Linked DNA regions of Zea mays: region 2 is linked to region 1. A link is a contact called in public Hi-C data. All regions are on one chromosome and are shown on one strand. The core of a region is the stretch at or near the end of the contact, and the rest is flanking DNA. Distances in the headings are between cores, read along the strand shown. Region 1 holds the start of LOC100283336 (CF9). Region 2 holds the start of LOC100286076 (ternary complex factor MIP1).

What was found. Hi-C and Micro-C count contacts between places; a contact is called where the count stands out from the background.
Region 2: a contact with region 1 is called in a Hi-C map of ear, with 2.0 times the contacts expected there. The contact joins the promoter of LOC100286076 here to the promoter of LOC100283336 in region 1. A contact is called at or near these places in 2 of 25 Hi-C or Micro-C datasets (ear and leaf).

The regions. Positions count from the first base shown.
Region 1 is chr5:6,003,113-6,005,884 of Zm-B73-REFERENCE-NAM-5.0, reverse strand. It overlaps LOC100283336 (CF9), which reads left to right and starts at 1,376. Exons shown (of 1, transcript NM_001156237.2): 1 at 1,376-2,723. The coding sequence starts at 1,481. The coding sequence ends at 2,602.
Region 2 is chr5:6,156,561-6,159,332 of Zm-B73-REFERENCE-NAM-5.0, reverse strand. It overlaps LOC100286076 (ternary complex factor MIP1), which reads right to left and starts at 1,440. Exons shown (of 12, transcript NM_001414379.1): 1 at 1,296-1,440; 2 at 1,044-1,174; 3 at 869-938; 4 at 659-742; 5 at 79-195. The coding sequence starts at 1,135.

The sequences.
Region 1 (2,772 bases), core at 127-2,626:
AGACCGCACGAAGATTATACAAGCATGGCAAGCAATAGATCCATCCTTCCATTTGTCCCTGGGCCCTCATGTCGGGGCTCAGAACCCTTGTACATGCCCCCTTGAACTATAAAAGGGGAGACATGCAACGAGAGAGACTCAAGTCATTCAGGCTTACACACAGCACAAGCTTCCTCAACAATTCAACACACAGTGGAGTAGGGTATTACGCTCCGGCGGCTCGAACCACTCTAAATCCTCGTGTGTTCATGTGTTTGATGATCGTTTAGCAAGACATGCAAAACGCTTAAGCTCCCTCCTCATCTTAGGATTTAGGGCGGGTGCACTCCGCCACCCGGCCGGAGAATTTCCTCTCCGACAATACAATAGTCTAATATAATAGTTCAAATGTAATGACAAAAATCGGATCACATAATAATCTAATATTCCATCCGTTCTTTTTTATTTGTCGCGTTTTAGTTTAAAAATAAGCTAGCGTGTGACAAATATTCAATAACAGAGGTAGTACAACATATGATAGTTTACAAATAACATAAGATAGTCTAATAAAACAAAAGATAGTCCAACACATATGATATATAGTCTATTAATAAGCTATAGAGTATTAGAATTACACATGTGATATAAATTTAGACATTACTCCAATAACTTGAACATGAACATGAGTTTTTACAAAAATGTGATGTACTACAAAGTTGTAGTTATCTTCAAGCTATATAGTTTTATGTAAACTTTATCTTCATTCAAATTCATAAGTATAAGTTATGATTTTATAAAAATATTGTACAAGAAGAAAGAAAAACGATTACCCGAAAGCTAGGTACCCTATCCGACACGAATATCCATATAGATTAAAAGCAAAACATCAAGTGGATAAGCCGTGCTCGCTCAATCATGGAGCCCTAAATACGTTGTAATACCAGCGACGTTGGTGCTCAAAATCTGGTTTAGAGGTGTTTAGTTCCAGTGAATAAAATATAATTTATGTCACATCAAATGTTTATATCAATTAAGAGTATTGAATATAGACTTAATTATGTTTATTAATTTCTTTTCATCTTTTAGATAAAATTAATATTTATATGTGTAATTAATTGTATAATTATATTTTACTTAGAATTTGTTTGGAACAACTCTAATTAAAAAATTGGTGTGATTAGTGGAACAGATCATTAGATGCTATAGAAAATTATAGAGCAAAAGTTGTAAGCCTCTATAAAACATTTAGAAATATCATTTTGTTTATTATATAGATTTAAAATATTTTTAAAACTAATTAAATTGATATTATAAATTACCGAAGCTGGAAAGCTATCCAAACTCTCCCTTAATATTCATAGGTATCGATAAATACTAAACTTTGAGGAATTGATGCATTACTCGAAAAGAAAACTAGCCGGGCAAGTTACGCCCACCACCATACCGTCCCACGCGGCCTCCCAAACTAACCGTATCCCCCGGCGACCGGGAACTGCAACCGATGGACCGCCTCGTCGTCTTCTCCCGGCGCCGCCGCCGCTGGATCCTCCTCGCTGCGGCCGGTGCGGCGGCGGCCGTCGGCGCGTACAAGATCTACCACCACCCTGCCGTCGCGGAACGTCGCCGCCGCCTCGTGCGCCTAGCCGCCGCCATCGCGGCCTTCGCTGATGCCGCCGCATCATCCGCCGACGCCGTGGCCCTGGTGACATCCGATCTCGCCGACTTTGTCCATTCCGACGCGGACGAGGTCCCCCGCAGCGTCAAGCAGCTGGCCAAGCTCGCCGCCTCCCCTGAGGTATCCGCCACCGTCTCCACCCTATCCGAGGCAGTAACCTCCGGGATCCTTCGCGGGTCGGGATCCTCTAGCTCCGGGCCCGCATCCGGCGGTACCGTGGCCCTCTCCGATCGTCTCGTAGACAGGCTCTTCTCTGACTCAGGCGAGCGCCTCGCGTCCGCGGTTGCCGGCAGCTTCGCCCGCCATCTCGTCCTCGCCTTTTACTCCGCTCCTTCACCACAAGGGGAGGCGTCCTCCTCCCCGACGATGTGGGTCAACGTGGTTGCGACTGGAAAGTGCCGGAAGGCGATAAGCAACTGGGTTGAGGTCTTCGTGGGGACTGCTGTGAGGGAGTTCATTGACAAGACCATCCACATCAACACCTACGAGCAGCTCTTCGAAGGGCTCACCAATCCGAGACATGACGCTAAGGTCAAGGAATTGCTTGTTTCAGTGTGCAATGCTGCGGTTGAGACTTTGGTGAAGACCACTCACCATGCCCTGTACAGTACTAATGGCAACTTGGGTGCAAATGGTAGTGTCAGTGGCAATGCCAATGGAGCTGGGGAAGGGTGGGTGGAGACGGTGTCGAGCACGTTGGCAGTTCCTAGCAACAGGAAGTTTGTGCTTGATGTTACAGGGAGGGTCACATTTGAGACAGTGCGGTCATTTCTGGAGTTTGTTCTTTGGAAGCTGCAGGATGGGGCAAGGAAGGGCGGTGGCTCCGTGGTTGACAGTGGCCTGCGCGTCGTGAGGTATATGAGCGATAAGTCGATGGTTATCGCCACGATCTGCATTACGTTGTGCTTGCATGTGTTGAATGGGACTAGGCTCTTGGTAACAGCTTGAGAGTGTACTTGTTTGGTTTTCCTATTTTTTGCACATTGTTTGTGTAAAACTGTAGGACTCATACTGAAACTGTAAATCCAAAAGGAATGGAAATAATAGAAATAAGATCAATTGTGCTGTACAATTCTGTTTTATGCCTATATACTTGAGGTCTGAACGACTTTAGTGAG
Region 2 (2,772 bases), core at 191-2,690, 150 kb before region 1:
GTCGAAGTCGTTAACCTGATGAGTGGTGAAATAGCAGACTAGCAATCAATAGTAAGTTCTTGGGTGAAAAGTAGTTACCTTTGGCATTGGATTCTCTGGTGAAAAGTTGACTGAACCGGCGTTAGGTCCTAAAGCGTTTTCCAGTGCACCACTCACAACCTGTTGTTCCCTGAAGTGCTTCTCAAGCTCAAGGATCTGCGTCAGCAAGGTGATTTCATGAGTCCACGCTCCACAGTATGGATGATTCAGCAGAAAATCGAGAAGCAGCAACGGGCTCAGGGACAAAAAAAAAATGGGCTTTCACCTTTTTGACACATTATCTGAGCATTTTTTTCAACTAACTTTAAGTGAGATAAGACTTTTTAGACTGTCAACAAATATGTCGTGTCATTTAGCGAAGTACAAATGCCATCAAAATCGTTTTGCTTAAAAAAAGTTATCTTAGCTTGCTTCACCTCTCCTGTGACTGAAATTGAGCAGTGCTCCTGCTTTTTCGTCGAAAACGGTTTGTTTTGTGGCTGTTGGCAGCCCAGCCGAAAAGGGCCACACAACAATTGTTCCATTTCAGAAGCCCACACACAATGACACAGATGGCAATGCAAGTTCTTATGTGCGATATATAAAAAAAACTATATGAAAGAAATCAGACTACACCTACCTCCTTTCTCAAGGTGCTTTGTGCTCCCCTTCCAGGTTGAGCTTCCTTGCTGATATCACCTTTCACCTTAGCTTTTACAGCTTCCTGTGAAGGAAGATTAGGCACAAGTTACTCAAGAATACAGGAAATATGCAGCGAGAAGTGAGAACCTCGCAATTAACGAGAGCACTGCAATATTGATGAGCAAGCAGGAGGGGAATTAATATTTACTGGCATAGGTAGAACAATTGTCTTGTCTGAAGAACGCAAAGCATCTGTACCATACATGTCCTCAAAATAGCTGCGACTGGAAAACCTTAATCACATTCTGAACATAGTTCCATCTGAACAACAACCCAAAAAAAAAAAGAGAATAAGAAGTATGCAGAAGCCTGCAGACACCAACCTCTCTGATCGCTTGTACCGTTCTGAAGAAGTAAAAGACTTCACCGCCTTGGCAAAAGCTGTGTACCCCTTCTCTAGAGCCTCCACCTCCATCCCGTGGCAGAGCTAAGACTAATAAGAGTCAATCAGGAACTGAAATAACAAAAATGTAGAGCGGTCTAAGCAGCAGCAAGCCAGTAGGACACACGAAGCAAAACAGAAAGGGAGGCAAAGAGGAAGAACAGAAACAGGAGCGGAAAAGGAGCTCACGCACAGAGATCAGCTTGTCGCTGCGCATTGGTTAGCGCCCCGAACTCGGTAGCAAGGAAGGAAGAAGCACGAGCTAATGAGCCATTTGGAGAAGGAAAACGGAAAGCAAAGCCCTCCTCTCTTTGATCCAATCCAACTGCTCTCTATGCATCCAACCCCACCGCGTGTGGTATGTGTATATATACAGATACAGCGCAGGCGAGCACCAATGTGACACGATAGTGGCGAGCCTGCAAAAAGGCCGTTGACTGTGACATGTCGTGGAAACGCAAACGCCACACACAACTTTTCCCCTCTCCTGGGGTTCCTTGCTGCGACCTGTGTGATAGCCTGACGGGGGAATAGGTTAACCACTGCACCTTTTCCGCATGCCCAGCCCAGGTCTGAAAACCTTGCTCTTCCTCATTTACTTATACGTTTTTTGCAGCCAGGGCCGAATTTTTTGTATTTTAGCCCCTAAACCGAAGTAAATTTACGTTTATACCTAAAAAAATTTTAAATGCAGTTTTGGACCCTTTGCTCGGCGCCATAGGCCGTGGCGCCGAGCTAACACAGCTCGGCGCCACAGCCTATGGCGCCGAGCTCTGACGTGGCCGCAACGGCTAGTTGCGTCCAGGGCTTACCTGGCTCCGACGTGGGGGCGGCGCGGCCTCGTAGCTCGGCGCCACAGATCTTGGCGCCGAGGTACGAATGCCTATAAAAACGCCCGCGCGGCTGGCCGAGAGCAGCTCATTTCATCCCATTTCCAAACTTCGTCAAAAATTGCTGGATTCAAAGATTTGAGTTGGTTCACTTCGTAGGCCAAGGTATGATTTCGAACTGATTCGTTTTGTATATTGGGTTGTTAGTTAAATAATTTGTATACACCTATTATATTATTATTTCGAATATTAGTTTGTGTAGACTTATTATAAAGCATAATAGGTACAAGTGATAATTATAATCGTTTATTAGATGAAAGACATGTACCGAGAGGCGTTGTGGCAGAAGAGAGGTCGTCCTCGGGAGTTATATCCGGACGTATCTAGTAAGGATGCTCCTGTTCCTCCTGAACTCCCCGTGCCTAACTGTGACTGTGGCAGACTGGCTTGGGTACATCAATCACAACATCCAGACACGGCTGCTCGCTGCTACTACCTTTGTGGCACTTTGGACGTACGTAGCTTATGACTTGTCACTTAACTTTGTTCGCGTTCATTATTTTGTAGATATGTAATAGTGCATCTTTCCATTATTTTAGGGACATCAGAGGTGTTTCTTTTTCCAGTGGATCGATGGTCCTGATAAATTTGACCCTCGATATCTTCTTTTCGTTAATTGGTTGAGTGGAAGGACCAGTCATGAGCGTTTTAAGCGTTGGGTACCTCCTCCCCCGAATCCTCCACCAATGACGGATGCAGAGAAGGAGGTAGCAACAGAAAGACGGATGGACTCACCGCCTCGATGCGATTGTGGAGACCGTGCTGTCATCGACGAAGACT